Linked DNA regions of Mus musculus: all the other regions are linked to region 1. Evidence: chromatin contacts called from public Hi-C and HiChIP or PLAC-seq data. All regions are on one chromosome and are shown on one strand. The core of a region is the stretch at or near the end of the contact, and the rest is flanking DNA. Distances in the headings are between cores, read along the strand shown.

Evidence for each region. Hi-C and Micro-C count contacts between places; a contact is called where the count stands out from the background. HiChIP or PLAC-seq counts read pairs in DNA pulled down with a chosen protein or histone mark.
Region 2: an H3K4me3 HiChIP or PLAC-seq map of forebrain shows a contact between it and region 1, with 8 times the contacts expected there. The contact joins the promoter of Apoa4 here to the promoter of Rbm7 in region 1. A contact is called at or near these places in 1 of 39 promoter capture datasets (hippocampal neurons) and 2 of 115 datasets of contacts at active chromatin or transcription factors (astrocytes and forebrain).
Region 3: a contact with region 1 is called in an H3K4me3 HiChIP or PLAC-seq map of embryonic forebrain, with 8 times the contacts expected there. The contact joins the promoter of 4930448E22Rik here to the promoter of Rbm7 in region 1. A contact is called at or near these places in 6 of 39 promoter capture datasets (the 3T3-L1 cell line, cranial neural crest, hippocampal neurons and 1 more) and 5 of 115 datasets of contacts at active chromatin or transcription factors (astrocytes, embryonic forebrain, embryonic stem cells and 2 more).
Region 4: a contact with region 1 is called in a Hi-C map of B cells, with 5 read pairs. The contact joins the promoter of A830035O19Rik here to the promoter of Rbm7 in region 1. A contact is called at or near these places in 3 of 39 promoter capture datasets (hippocampal neurons, liver and pre-B cells), 1 of 484 Hi-C or Micro-C datasets (B cells) and 1 of 9 other capture datasets (liver).

Annotation. Positions count from the first base shown.
Region 1 is chr9:48,493,977-48,496,676 of GRCm38.p6, reverse strand. It overlaps Rbm7 (RNA binding motif protein 7), which reads left to right and starts at 1,347. Exons shown (of 5, transcript NM_144948.5): 1 at 1,347-1,522; 2 at 2,496-2,658. The coding sequence starts at 1,427. Gm5617 (predicted gene 5617) reads right to left here and starts at 1,334. Exons shown (of 1, transcript NM_001004191.3): 1 at 702-1,334. The coding sequence starts at 1,109. The coding sequence ends at 756.
Region 2 is chr9:46,239,505-46,242,595 of GRCm38.p6, reverse strand. It overlaps Apoa4 (apolipoprotein A-IV), which reads right to left and starts at 1,752. Exons shown (of 3, transcript NM_007468.2): 1 at 1,394-1,752; 2 at 1,002-1,128; 3 at 1-317. The coding sequence starts at 1,442.
Region 3 is chr9:46,329,462-46,332,563 of GRCm38.p6, reverse strand. It overlaps 4930448E22Rik (a long non-coding RNA gene), which reads left to right and starts at 1,771. Exons shown (of 4, transcript XR_379345.4): 1 at 1,771-1,834; 2 at 3,033-3,102. It overlaps Gm39329 (a long non-coding RNA gene), which reads right to left. Exons shown (of 2, transcript XR_870704.3): 1 at 2,805-3,102; 2 at 929-1,538.
Region 4 is chr9:45,952,419-45,955,248 of GRCm38.p6, reverse strand. It overlaps A830035O19Rik (RIKEN cDNA A830035O19 gene), which reads right to left and starts at 1,263. Exons shown (of 1, transcript NR_152206.1): 1 at 1-1,263. It overlaps Sidt2 (SID1 transmembrane family, member 2), which reads left to right. Exons shown (of 26, transcript NM_172257.4): 1 at 1-525; 2 at 2,003-2,124; 3 at 2,336-2,500; 4 at 2,590-2,635. The coding sequence starts at 343.

The sequences.
Region 1 (2,700 bases), core at 98-2,597:
TTGGAGTCTGACCAGACCTGGTGGAGCATGCCTTTAATCCCAGCACTTGGGAGGCAGAGGCAGTCATGTCTGTCAACTTCAAGATAGTCAGAGGTACAAAATGAGACACTCCACCCCCAAAGATTGGGAGTCTATAGATATTTCTAAAACAAAACAAAACAAAACAGAAGGGGGGTGTAGTTAGGTGGTGGGGAATGGCAATGTGATAAAGGACATTTTTCCTCAACATGAATTCAAGGGTAGTCACGGGTAGAGAGGCTTAAATTAGAAGCCCCAGAGAATCAGGGAGGATTGTAGAACTCAGACACAGCTGGATTCCATACTGAGCAGCTTACTCAAGCCTGGTGTATGGCTCGCGCCTGTAAACACCAGCACCTGGGAGGCCCAGGCAAGGGGGAGTTCAAGACCATCCTTAATACACGGCAAGTCTGCACTATAAGACTCTACATCATTCACAACTAGTCACCTAGCTTTGTGACTACTTAAGAAAAGCCCTCCTGGCCTCTTCTTGGCCCCACATGGATGGATATTAAGCCCCTCGACTATGTAACAAACGGCTAGCCTGTAACTCAGAGCCTGCTTTCCGAGTCTTGAGATTAAAAATGTGTGTCACTATGCCCGGCTAAACTTTTCTTTGGTAGCCTATATTAACCGCCCACATCGGTGAAAATGCGTAAGAATAAAACTGCCGTCACACCAAGACATGATTTTTGGAGAGGCCTTGTTTGTAAGCTAAGTGAGGGGAGGCATTCGTTCTACGCTGAGATTCGGGTTGCGAGAGCAGTTCCCAGTGCAACCAGACGCTGCTGCAGCACACTTCTTAAGAGGTCGAGCTTGACGCCTGGGATCGGGTAAGGCGAGAATCTGCCTTGGCGGCTTCGGCTCCGGCTGCGGCCACCGACAGGGACTCGACGTCTGTCGGCCCGAACGCTGGGTCGCGCTGGTGGCCGAGGTCCCGGCTGATTCGGATCCAGCCTAGTAACCAGGAAGCTATCTCCGGAGACCATTGCCCAAGCCATGGCCGACGGGTTGAGATCTCCTTGGGAGGATCGGTGGGCCATCCTGTTGGCTTGATCGCCGGCGGACAGCGACACCGAGTTCTGGGCCATCTTCAAACACCGCCTGCAGTGTTTGCTAGACGTATGTCGATCAAACTGGGCCCTCGGCGGCGCCGCAGGTCACTCCAGCCCGCGTCAGACGCAACCGTTACCAACCCCAGTAGCCATTTTTCACGCAACGGCGGAAGGAGCAGCCGCCGGAAACGGGCGCTTGTCCCGCGCGCGTGCGTAGCTCGTCTGCGCTCGCGCACGGCGGGCCTTTACGTCGTGACGTCTGAACGGGAGGACGTGAGTGTTTCTGAGGGTGCGCAGTAGGGTCGGTCGGCCCTGAGCAGGCAGCCTAGGCCTGGGACTGGAACAGCGCGGAGATGGGGGCGGCGGCCGCAGAGGCCGACCGCACTCTGTTCGTGGGTAACCTGGAGACGAAGGTGACAGAGGAGCTCCTCTTCGAGCTGTTCCACCAGGTAAGGGGCGGGCACGGTCCTAGGGCGGCTGTGGCATTCACAGGCCGGGCCAAGGAGCGGAGCGCGCCGAGCCGGAATTCCGCGGCGTTCGGGCCGAAAGTGACGTCGGATGATGGGGACATCTGCGTCTCCACCTTGGAAAAGTCCAGGGATCCGAGGTGGAACCTCAGTACTTGCTTTCCTCTTTCCTGTGTACCGTGCCTTCCCATTTGAGTTCATTGGCCTTTGCCGCATCGTGCAGGATGTGTTTCCGAGTCTATCCGCTTAACTTCCGTGTGAAATTGCAGACGTTAAAGTGTTTTAAAAACTCCATAAACATAACGCAGGAAAGCAGGACTGGCATGCTTAAATCTACCAGTCCTGTACCTTCTTGCTTTAAGACTCAATAGTTGGTTATATTTGAGTAATAGGTGCGGAAGGTTTTTTTTTTTTGTTTGTTTGTTTTGTTTTTGGTTTTTGTAATCAAAATAATCCACTTTGCCTTGTAAATGTTCGTTTCCATGCAGTGGGAAAATGATAGCTGTTGGTTACATTGTTAGGACATCACACAGTCATGTGAGATGGAGATTTTATACTGTACTTCCCATTCTTTGTCAATATTACAAATAATGTCCGAAAAAACTTGCCCCAAATCTCGGTTTCAGTCGGAACTAGAATTATTCTTCCTAAAAGGAAAGTAGATGTCCAGCCCCTGCCTGGACATTTTGTTTTTGATGAGGTCTTGATTATGTACCTTTTGTTTAAAACTTGTGTTCTCTTCTTTATAGTATTTGAGGCAGAGAGCCATATAGTATTTCTTGGTAGCCCTGGAACTCCGAGGCTGACTTAGAGCTGGTCCTCCTGCCTGCATCTCCTGACATCTGACCATACAGGCATGTGCCACCATGACAGGCTTGCATTTCCATTTATTTCTGAAATTTAAATGTCTTCCTGAAATTGCCTCGTTTTAAGTTCTGAATATTTTTCTTCGCAGGCTGGGCCGGTAATAAAAGTGAAAATCCCGAAAGATAAAGATGGCAAACTGAAGCAGTTTGCATTCGTGAACTTCAAACATGAAGTGTCTGTTCCCTATGCCATGAATCTGCTCAACGGAATCAAACTTTTCGGGAGGCCTATCAAAATTCAGTTTAGATCAGGTAATGGCTCGGTATTGTGGTAATAGGGAGAGGGTTTTTGGC
Region 2 (3,091 bases), core at 503-3,002, 2.3 Mb after region 1:
GCATGCGCTGGATGTATGGGGTCAGCTGGAGCTTCATTTCCTGGGTCTGTGTGTTGATCTGATCTTGCAGGTCCACGGCATAGGGCTTCAGGTGCTCCTGCAACTTCTGCATGTTCTCCCCGAACGTCTGGGTTACTTTGTTGGCATGGGGCATCATGCGGTCACGTAGGTCCTCCAGCTCCTTCTTGATCTCTTCCTTCACCCTCTCAGTTTCCTGGGCTAGATGCCCACTCAGCTGTACGACAAAGGGCACCAGCTTGTTGTGCACCCCATCAGCATACGTACTAGCATCCCCAAGTTTGTCCTGGAAGAGGGTACTTCAGGGAAAGGATGGAGACAAGGAAGCACCATTAGATACGCTTGTAGAACACTCAGCTCTATACACCTGCTTAGGTCAGGAGTGTGTCCATGGGAACAGAGACCTCCGTCTTGTCCCTTTGACCCTCCCCTGGGGTAGGTCATGCTTTCAGGAAATCTCCTAGGATTAGTTTGACTTTGGAGTTTTATCTGCAAGGCTTCTGCTGAGCCTCTGCATCCTTATCTGCCCACCATGTGACTTGAGAAGTTTGCTTTCCTTACCTGTGGATAAAGAATGGGGCTGGACTTTGGCATCACTCCCCTCCCAGGGTCACATTGTGCAACACATGTCTTCCAGTGGCACAGGGTCTGATGTCCTTGCATGTGCTCAGTGGGTCCCCCAAAATACCAGCCCTCCTTCCCCTGTTTGCCCAGAACCTCATGTCCTTACAGGACACGTCTCTTTCCTCTTCCTGCTAAGAGTTTGTGATGGGATTTGGCTATTTACCAAACTCTAGCACATGCAGATAGGAAGGAACTATAGGGATGGATCCCTGGGTCCAGCTTTCCTGTTTACAGGGACAATCTAGGTCCAGGGAGGCAAGACTCCTTTAGTGAGAACAGAAGAACTCCAGGAGCCAGTGTCCCACCTCTGAGGTCAGCTATGGGCTTCAAGCCTCGCCTTGTAGACTGATCGCACTTACCTGAGCTGCTGAGTGACATCCGTCTTCTGAAACTGTTCTACAGCCTCCTTGGCATTGTTGCTTAGCTGGGTAAAGTAATCCCACACCACATTGGCCACCTGGTCCGAAGTGACCTCAGCCCGGGTGCCTGGGCAGAGAGAGAGCAGAAGGCAACTTTATGAGGATCATCTCTCTCCTGGCCCCTCTGCCTCAGCTCTGAGCTGGATAATGTTGGAGTTTGGATAACCCAAACCATTGCCCCATCCCTGGGATAACCCAGGGAGCACAAGTGCCAGGGAGAACAAAGGCCTGTTCTCCTATGAGCTGCTGGGCAAATACAAGGCCACCCCGAGCTGTCCGCCAGTTCTAGAGCTGGCTTTTCTTGCTGCCTCCCAGGTGCAGTGTCTACTCACCGGTGATGGCCACCAGGGCCAGGGTCAGCACCGCAGCCTTCAGGAACATCCTGGGCTCCTCACTGGGCTGGGACAGTTTCGGCTACACTGGATGTTTCCCGGAGTCAGAAGAAACGGTGTACCTGTGTCCCTGTGCAGATTGACTGCAGGCAAGGCCAGCCACTCATTTAAAGCCCCTCCAGCCCTCTCTCCCCGCCTCCTCCCCAGTGTGACTCCACGTTGGAAGGTGACACACTCCCAGGAGGCCTCTTGGACTTTAGTGGCCCTAAGACAACGTGGAAGCTGACAGCACACAGGCAGCAGAGGGAAGCAGTCTTCTTGAGTTGGCTCCACCCTGTCCAAGAGGCTGGGAAGGATAGCCAGAAACTTCAGGAGGAATGAGCCTGGGAGTCTAGGGGAGTCCCTGAACAGAACTGAGGCCCCAGAGGCCCGGTTGGCAGCCCTGGGTCTGTGCCAGTCTGAGAGAACAAGGTCCAGGTCTCCTCTTTCCACCCCAGTGAGACAGCCACCAGTCTGACAGCTGCCACCAACCTGAACTTTGTCTCAGAACATCAGCTACAGAGATGGTACCAGGCCCAGAGATGGCATAGGGCTGCAGCAGACAGTGAGCCTCAGTTGAGGTGTCTGTGATACCCTTGGTCAGGAGAGGATCAGAACCCAGGATCAAAGGAGTTAATCATAGTGGGCTTTGTATCTCATGACTGTCAAGCTGGCTCACCTCCGTCCAGTTATCATGAAGCTTCAAGTTTCTCTTTTGAACAATGTGTAGTTTGTTACATTAAATTAGGTGGTACTTGTGAGATGGCTGCAGGGAGCTTAGCCCAGAGTAAGGGCTGAAATTAATGACAATGATTTTCTGTGTGCATCAGCACAGGAAGGAAGGAGAGAACCTGATCCTCTCCTGACAGTGGCAGAGGGAGAGCCACCCTTTCCCTCAGAGGGTCACCAAGTGGGCTAGAGGCAACAGTGAGAGAGCAGGGCTGGCTAAGGCTTGATTGCTGCCCCACTGTTCTCAGCCATATGCAAGAGCCATGCAGAGTGACTCCTCTCTCTCTCTCCCTCTCTCTCTCCCTCTCTCCCTCTCTCTCTCTTCCCACCCCCCCCCCCCCCACAGAAGGTGACAGACACTGCTGTGGAAAGTGAGTTTTTTGAGGTCTCCTACTGAGACTCCACATGTGTCCACACATACAATTGCAGCAGATATCCACAGGCAAGATGCCAGGCTGTGGTCAGTGTGGAGCCTCAGTGGACCACACCAGGGACTAGATGAGGGCATCCATCATACTGTCCCATTGACTGCCATCCACAAGACAGCATTTGTGAAATGACAGCCATTAGAATAGACCACGATTGTGCCCAGTCTGATTTGCTGTGTTGCCATCCATTTTTTAAAATGTGTCCAGATTAGCTTGTCTCATGGGACTGAAGACAGCTGGATACCTGTGCTCCTCTGCTGGGCCCCACTGCACTGCATGGCTCCCCACAGGGCTCGAGCTTCCCCGAGCTCATTCCTTCCTAGCACAGCCATGCTTAGTGAGTTTAAGAAAATTAATTTATGCCAGGTGTGATGGCACATGCCTTTAATCCCAGCACACACGAGGTGGAGATTGGTGGATCTTTGTGAGTTCAAGGACAGCATAGTCTACAAAGTGAGTTCCAGGAAGCTAGGGCTACATAGAGAAACCCTGTCTCAAAACA
Region 3 (3,102 bases), core at 522-3,021, 2.2 Mb after region 1:
ACAATACACACACTAATAAACATATCTATATATAAACAAGAAATGCAAAGATACAGTTGTCTCTATTGGAACTACCTAGAGCAAATCAAATGTCATCAGTTTCCAACTGGATCCTTTTCACCTCACAGAACCAACTACAAGACCAAGCATCGATAGAGGAGCTAGAGAAAATACCCAAGGAGCTAAAGGGAACTGCAACCCTATAGGTGGAACAACAATATGAACTAACCAGTACCCCGGAGCTCTTGTCTCTAGCTGCATATGTATCAAAAGATGGCCTAGTCGGCCATCACTGGAAAAAGAGGCCCATTGGTCATGCAAACTTTATATGCCCCAGTACAGGGGAACACCAGGGCCAAAAAGTGGGAGTGGGTGGGTAGGGGAGTGGGGGGAGGGGTATGGGGGACTTTTGGGATAGCATTGGAAATGTAAATGAGGAAAATACCTAATTAAAAAAATTATCATAAAAAAAAAAGACCAAGCATGAGACCAAAGGAGACTAACTCTTGGTCAAGAGCAGGAGAAGCAGGCAATATGCTCTAAAATCAACTGCTCTAGATGCTGGGGATCCAGAAGTTATAGCTCCAGGTAAGACAAAATGAGGGTGAGCAACAGGCTGGTAATGGAGGGAATTGTGTGTGTCTTCTGGGAGTGGATAGAGCTTTCCCAGGAATTCTGGGGCCACCTCCTTTGGCTCCTTGGATGGTTCTTTCTAGTTGTCATCACAGCAATTGTCAACTGTCAAGACACTGGAGTATGTCGTTTAGTGTGGGGATGACATTATAATTAAGTTCACAGTTATCTGGCAGCCATCTTAGATGGCATAGGGAGAGACACTTCTGCATGCAGGCATCTTGTCCTCAGAGACTGTGGTGGCTAATCTTGATTGTCTACTCGATGGGCTTTAGAATCACCATGGAAACAAATCTCTGGTCACATCAGTGAGGGATTATCTACATTAGGTTAAGGGAGTTGGAAGACCCAGCCTAAGTGTGGGCAACACCATTCCTTCCATGGGCTGGGGTCACTCCATGGCCTGAGGTCCTTCCATGGGCTGGGGTCATTCCATGGGCTGGGGTCATTCCATGGGCTGGGGTCCTTCCATTGGCTGGGGTCCTCCCATGGCTGGGGTCCTCCCATGGGCTGGAGTCATTCCATGGGCTGGGGTCCTTCCATGGGCTGGGGTCCTTCCATGGCTGGGGTCCTTCCATGGCTGGGGTCCTTCCATGGGCTGGGGTCCTTCCATGGGCTGGGGTCCTTCCATGGCTGGGGTCCTTCCATGGGCTGAGGTCATTCCATGGGCTGGGGTCATTCCATGGGCTGGGGTCCTTCCATGGGCTGGGGTCCTCCCATGGGCTGGGGTCCTCCCATGGACTGGAGTCATTCCATGGGCTGGGGTCCTTCCATGGCTGGGGTCCTTCCATGGCTGGGGTCCTTCCATGGCTGGGGTCCTTCCATGGCTGGGGTCCTTCCATGGGCTGGGGTCCTTCCATGGCTGGGGTCCTTCCATGGGCTGGGGCCATTCTGTGATATGCTTTCTGGGATTGAATAAAAAGGAGAACATGAGTGAGCACATGCTTTCATCTCTTTCTACTTCTTAACTAGAGACACAGCGTGAACGTTGGCTTCTTCTGTCCGTGCTGGTGTGACTTTCCCACTAGGGAAGGACTGTCTCCCCTAGCACCCTGAGCTAAAACACACCCTTCCTTTCCTAAGTTGCGTTTGTGCAGTATTTTTGTAGCCGTCACAATCAACTGATCCCATGACCGAGCAAGGAGAAAAGCAGCTAGGCTGTGTAGGTCAACTCTTCTCACAGCCCAGTCTGCTGAAGAGGGTAACTTACTCTCTGACGGAATGGTTAAGCTCCTCCCCCACCCGCCAGAAGTCCTGCTGTGAGCTCCTCTCCCTCCACCTTGAGTTTCAGAGTTCAGTGCAAATTTGAGTTCTTAGTTTGTGTCAAGGAGTGTGCTAAGACGCTCCCTCGACATCTCATCGCTCACCCCAGGAGGTGGCTCCTCAGTACCCCCCATTTGACAGATGAAGCTGGGGAGCAAAGGACCTGGGACAAAGAGACTTAGCTCCTCTCTGCTACCCTGCCTGGGCTCTCGAGGAGAGAGAAGGATTCGTGCGCTCTCTCCCAGCTGCTCCAGCAGAAGGGCTGGAACTAGTGCCGCTGTTCTTAGAGTCCAAACCGCTGGCTTTGCACCCACTCCCACATGTTACGTACGATGGCCTGGGCAAGCCACCTGTCTTGTCTCCTGACCGTAAAAGAGAGGGCAACGGTGTCGCCCAGCTTCTCTGTCATAACGGGGGTGAACTGAGATGCACTTGTCTAAGGACAGAAAGATTGCTTAGTAGTTGAGTGGTTGCTGCTCTTCCAGAGGACATGAGTTCAATTCCCTATAACCACATGCCCCTCCCCCACCCCCACCCCCACCCCCACCCCCGCATGAAAATGCCTGTAACTCCCGCCTCAAAGAATCGGATGCCCTCTTCTGGCCTCCGTTAGAAACTGCATGCATATTGTGAACCCACACCGATACGCAGTACACATTAATTAAAAGTAAATTAAGTCTTTTAAAAAGGAGAGATTTGTCAGGGTGACCCTGAGCCCGATGACCCCCACGTTAATCCACTGCAGCCGGAGCCCAGGAAAGTCGAGCAAACGAGGTGATTCCTGCCACAGCTGGGAGGGGGCTGAGTCTCTCCAGATTCATGAGCTAAGTTCAAGTCCTCAGATCTCCCATCAGGCCTGGAGTCACTCTGTAAAATGATTTGTGAAGTGACAAGCAAAAATATATTACCAATTTAAGAGTGTGATTTGCCTGCAACTTTTTAATCCTCCGGCTGTTGTTGAATAGATTAAAGTGTCTGCTTTGATCCATGCATTTAGATGGAGACATAAATATAGCCATCACTTATTTTCCCAGCCGCAGGGATGGGTGTCGTGCTGTGTCTCACAGGCTTCCGACCCCGCCAGGGTACGGCAAGAGAATGACCTTTTTGCCATTCAAATCTCTCTTGCATTTCAGCCCTGACTTTTCAGCTCCTGACCGGGCCTATCAGCAGCCTCCTAATTCGATCACTGCTCACTCCAGGAAA
Region 4 (2,830 bases), core at 14-2,513, 2.5 Mb after region 1:
CTCCTGGTAGCTCCGAGTTCTGCGCCGCGTCCGCCGCCCTTAAAGGGCCCGCGTCCGGGAAGCCTTCGGGCCAGGGCCACCGCCGCCTCGGCTCTCCGGGCGCGAGCGGACGCCGGGTCTCCAGCCGGGCTGGGCCGGGCTGGGCCGGGCTGGGGTAGCGGGTCGCGGTGCCGCCCTCGCGAGCCGGGATCCGCGCGAGGCCCAGGAGCGGCTCCAGGGAGGGGACGCGTCCTATCTGAGGCCGGGGTTAAAGTTCTGGTCCCGGTGAGATGCTGGAAGCTGCTGCGGCAGCCGCAACGCGCCCGGTCGCCGTCCCGTCGCCAATCCCCGCCGTCCCGGGCCATGATCGCCTGGCGTCTGCCCTTGTGCGTGCTCTTGGTGGCCTCCGTCGAGAGCCACCTGGGGGCCCTGGGGCCCAAGAACGTCTCGCAGAAAGACGCGGAGTTTGAGCGCACCTACGCGGACGACGTCAACAGCGAGCTGGTCAACATCTACACCTTCAACCACACCGTGACCCGCAACCGGGTGAGCGCGGGACTCCACGGGCGGCCGAGCGGGTGGGCGCCCGGCCTGGACTTGATGCTGCCCCTTTCCTCTCCGCCAGCCTTTGAGCCGCCCTCCCCCTGCCAAGACCTGGTTTCCACCAGCATTCCCGGGCAGCTCCAGCGGGGCAGCTTGGGAAGTTCCCTGCCACCAGCTGTGATCAGGACCGGTCTGGTCTGCTCTGTGACCTGGCTCTCAATCTAGCTCTCAGTCTGTGAGGTCGGGGTGAGGGGAAAACAGGCTCCCAGCCTTGCGTGGCTCAGACAACTCCAGATGGGGCCAACTTAGAATTGAAAGAGCTCGGTCACAGGGAGGTGAAGGAGACAGACCTCCTTGCCTCAGAAAGCCAGCTGGCCTTGTAAGTTGAAGGTGACAAGATAAGGCCCTCGAAGGCTGAGTGGCAAGAGAAAAGGGAGTTTGTTTCTAAGACAGAACTATCTCCGACTTCTTACTCATTTCTTCCCAGTAGTGAAAGTAGAAAGAAGGCTGGCAGAGCTGGGCCCAGGCAGAGCACAGCCTGGGAGATTCTTGCTGCCTGGCTGTGTGGCCTGCCTAGCTCTCTTGCTCATTCTCCAAGGCCCGATCTGGATTGACTCGGAAGCACTGGAGTTGAGGAGGAGGCACCTGAGGCTTTCTTTGGGAGGGAGAGGAGTTTGGTTTCTGGCAGGCCATGATCAACCATCAGGATCCATTTCCTTGAAGTCTGATCTCCCCTTTTGAGTACCATTTCCAGGATCATCCCGGAAGTGGCACCTACCCCTCAGGGAAACGTTACCCCTAGATTTGGTTTCAGCAACCTAGTAACTAGTTGTCTGCAGTTGTGATTTCTTCACTTTTAAACGCCCACTGTCCTGTGTAGCTTTGTCCGCAGCAGAGAGGGTGGGTTATTTCTTTATTTTCTTAGAGAGGGTGAATCAAGGTTCAGATGGAAAGTCACTTCAGAGCTTGGCCCATGGTCAGAACTAGAGAGACAACTTGTATTTCGACACAGTTCCCTACACCCCTCCCTGCAGGGCTCTGGCCTCCAGAGTAGCAGTGGAACCGGAGCTTCTTGCTGCTTTCCTAGTTCATGAGGAAGAAGATTGAGGGCTTGAGGGCACGTCTTGATCTCCCGTGACAGTGTGTGCACAGGGACGTGTGTAGACACGTGTCTATAACATGTGTGTGCATGTGGGCTATCCTGGAACCTTCTAAGGTCTCCGCTGCATATCCCTGCTGTTGCCTGGGTTCTGCTGCTCTGTATACCCGTTCTTCCAAGAGCGAGCTTCTTCAAGCCTCGGACCGGACAGTGTCAGTCATTTCTAGAAACTTGGCCTGTTCCCTCACAAGGAGAAGCACAGACAGTGTCCTGGCTGGCCAGGATGGACGGCACAGGGCAGAGCTCAGCCTGCAGTCTGTAGAGTCATGTGTCTGAGGAACAGAGAGCTGAGTTTGAAAGAGGATGCCTCCTTCTCTGCAGACCGAGGGTGTGCGAGTGTCTGTGAATGTCCTGAACAAGCAGAAAGGGGCGCCTTTGCTGTTTGTGGTCCGCCAGAAGGAGGCTGTTGTGTCCTTCCAGGTGCCCCTAATCCTTCGAGGACTGTGAGTAAGACCTGGGGATGTAGGGAGGGGCATCCTTGCCAGGTTTTCAGGGACCCTCACCCGGGGAACCTTTTTGTTTTTCTCCCTTCTCCCTGAGCCCAGTGGCAGGAGGGTAACTTTGTCAGCCCAGGGAATGGGAAATATGGGGACCTGATAGGAAGAACTCAGGCTGGCTGGGACTAGTCACACTCTTCTCTGTCTTGGACCATAGATATCAGCGGAAGTACCTCTACCAAAAAGTGGAACGAACTCTGTGTCAGCCCCCCACCAAGAATGAGTCTGAGATCCAGTTTTTCTATGTGGACGTGTCTACCCTGTCACCCGTCAATACCACTTACCAGCTCCGAGTCAACCGTGTGGACAATTTTGTGCTCAGGTATTGAGGGTAAGAGAGAGGGGACCTCACAGCCTCTGCCTTCTTCCCAAGTGCTGAGCGTAATTGTAGGGTTCCTCTCTTCCCTGTAGGACTGGAGAGCTGTTTACTTTTAATACCACTGCAGCCCAGCCCCAGGTAAAATCCCTTATCAAAATGGGGTCCCTCAGCCTGACGTGGTCACACATGCCTTTGATCCTAGCATTTGGGAGTCAGGTGGGTTTCTTGAGTTCAAAGCCAGCTTAGTCTACATAGTGAGTTCTAAGTCACCAAGGTTACACAGAGAAACCTTGTCTCAAGATAGCAACAACAACAAAAAAGAAAATTGGGGGA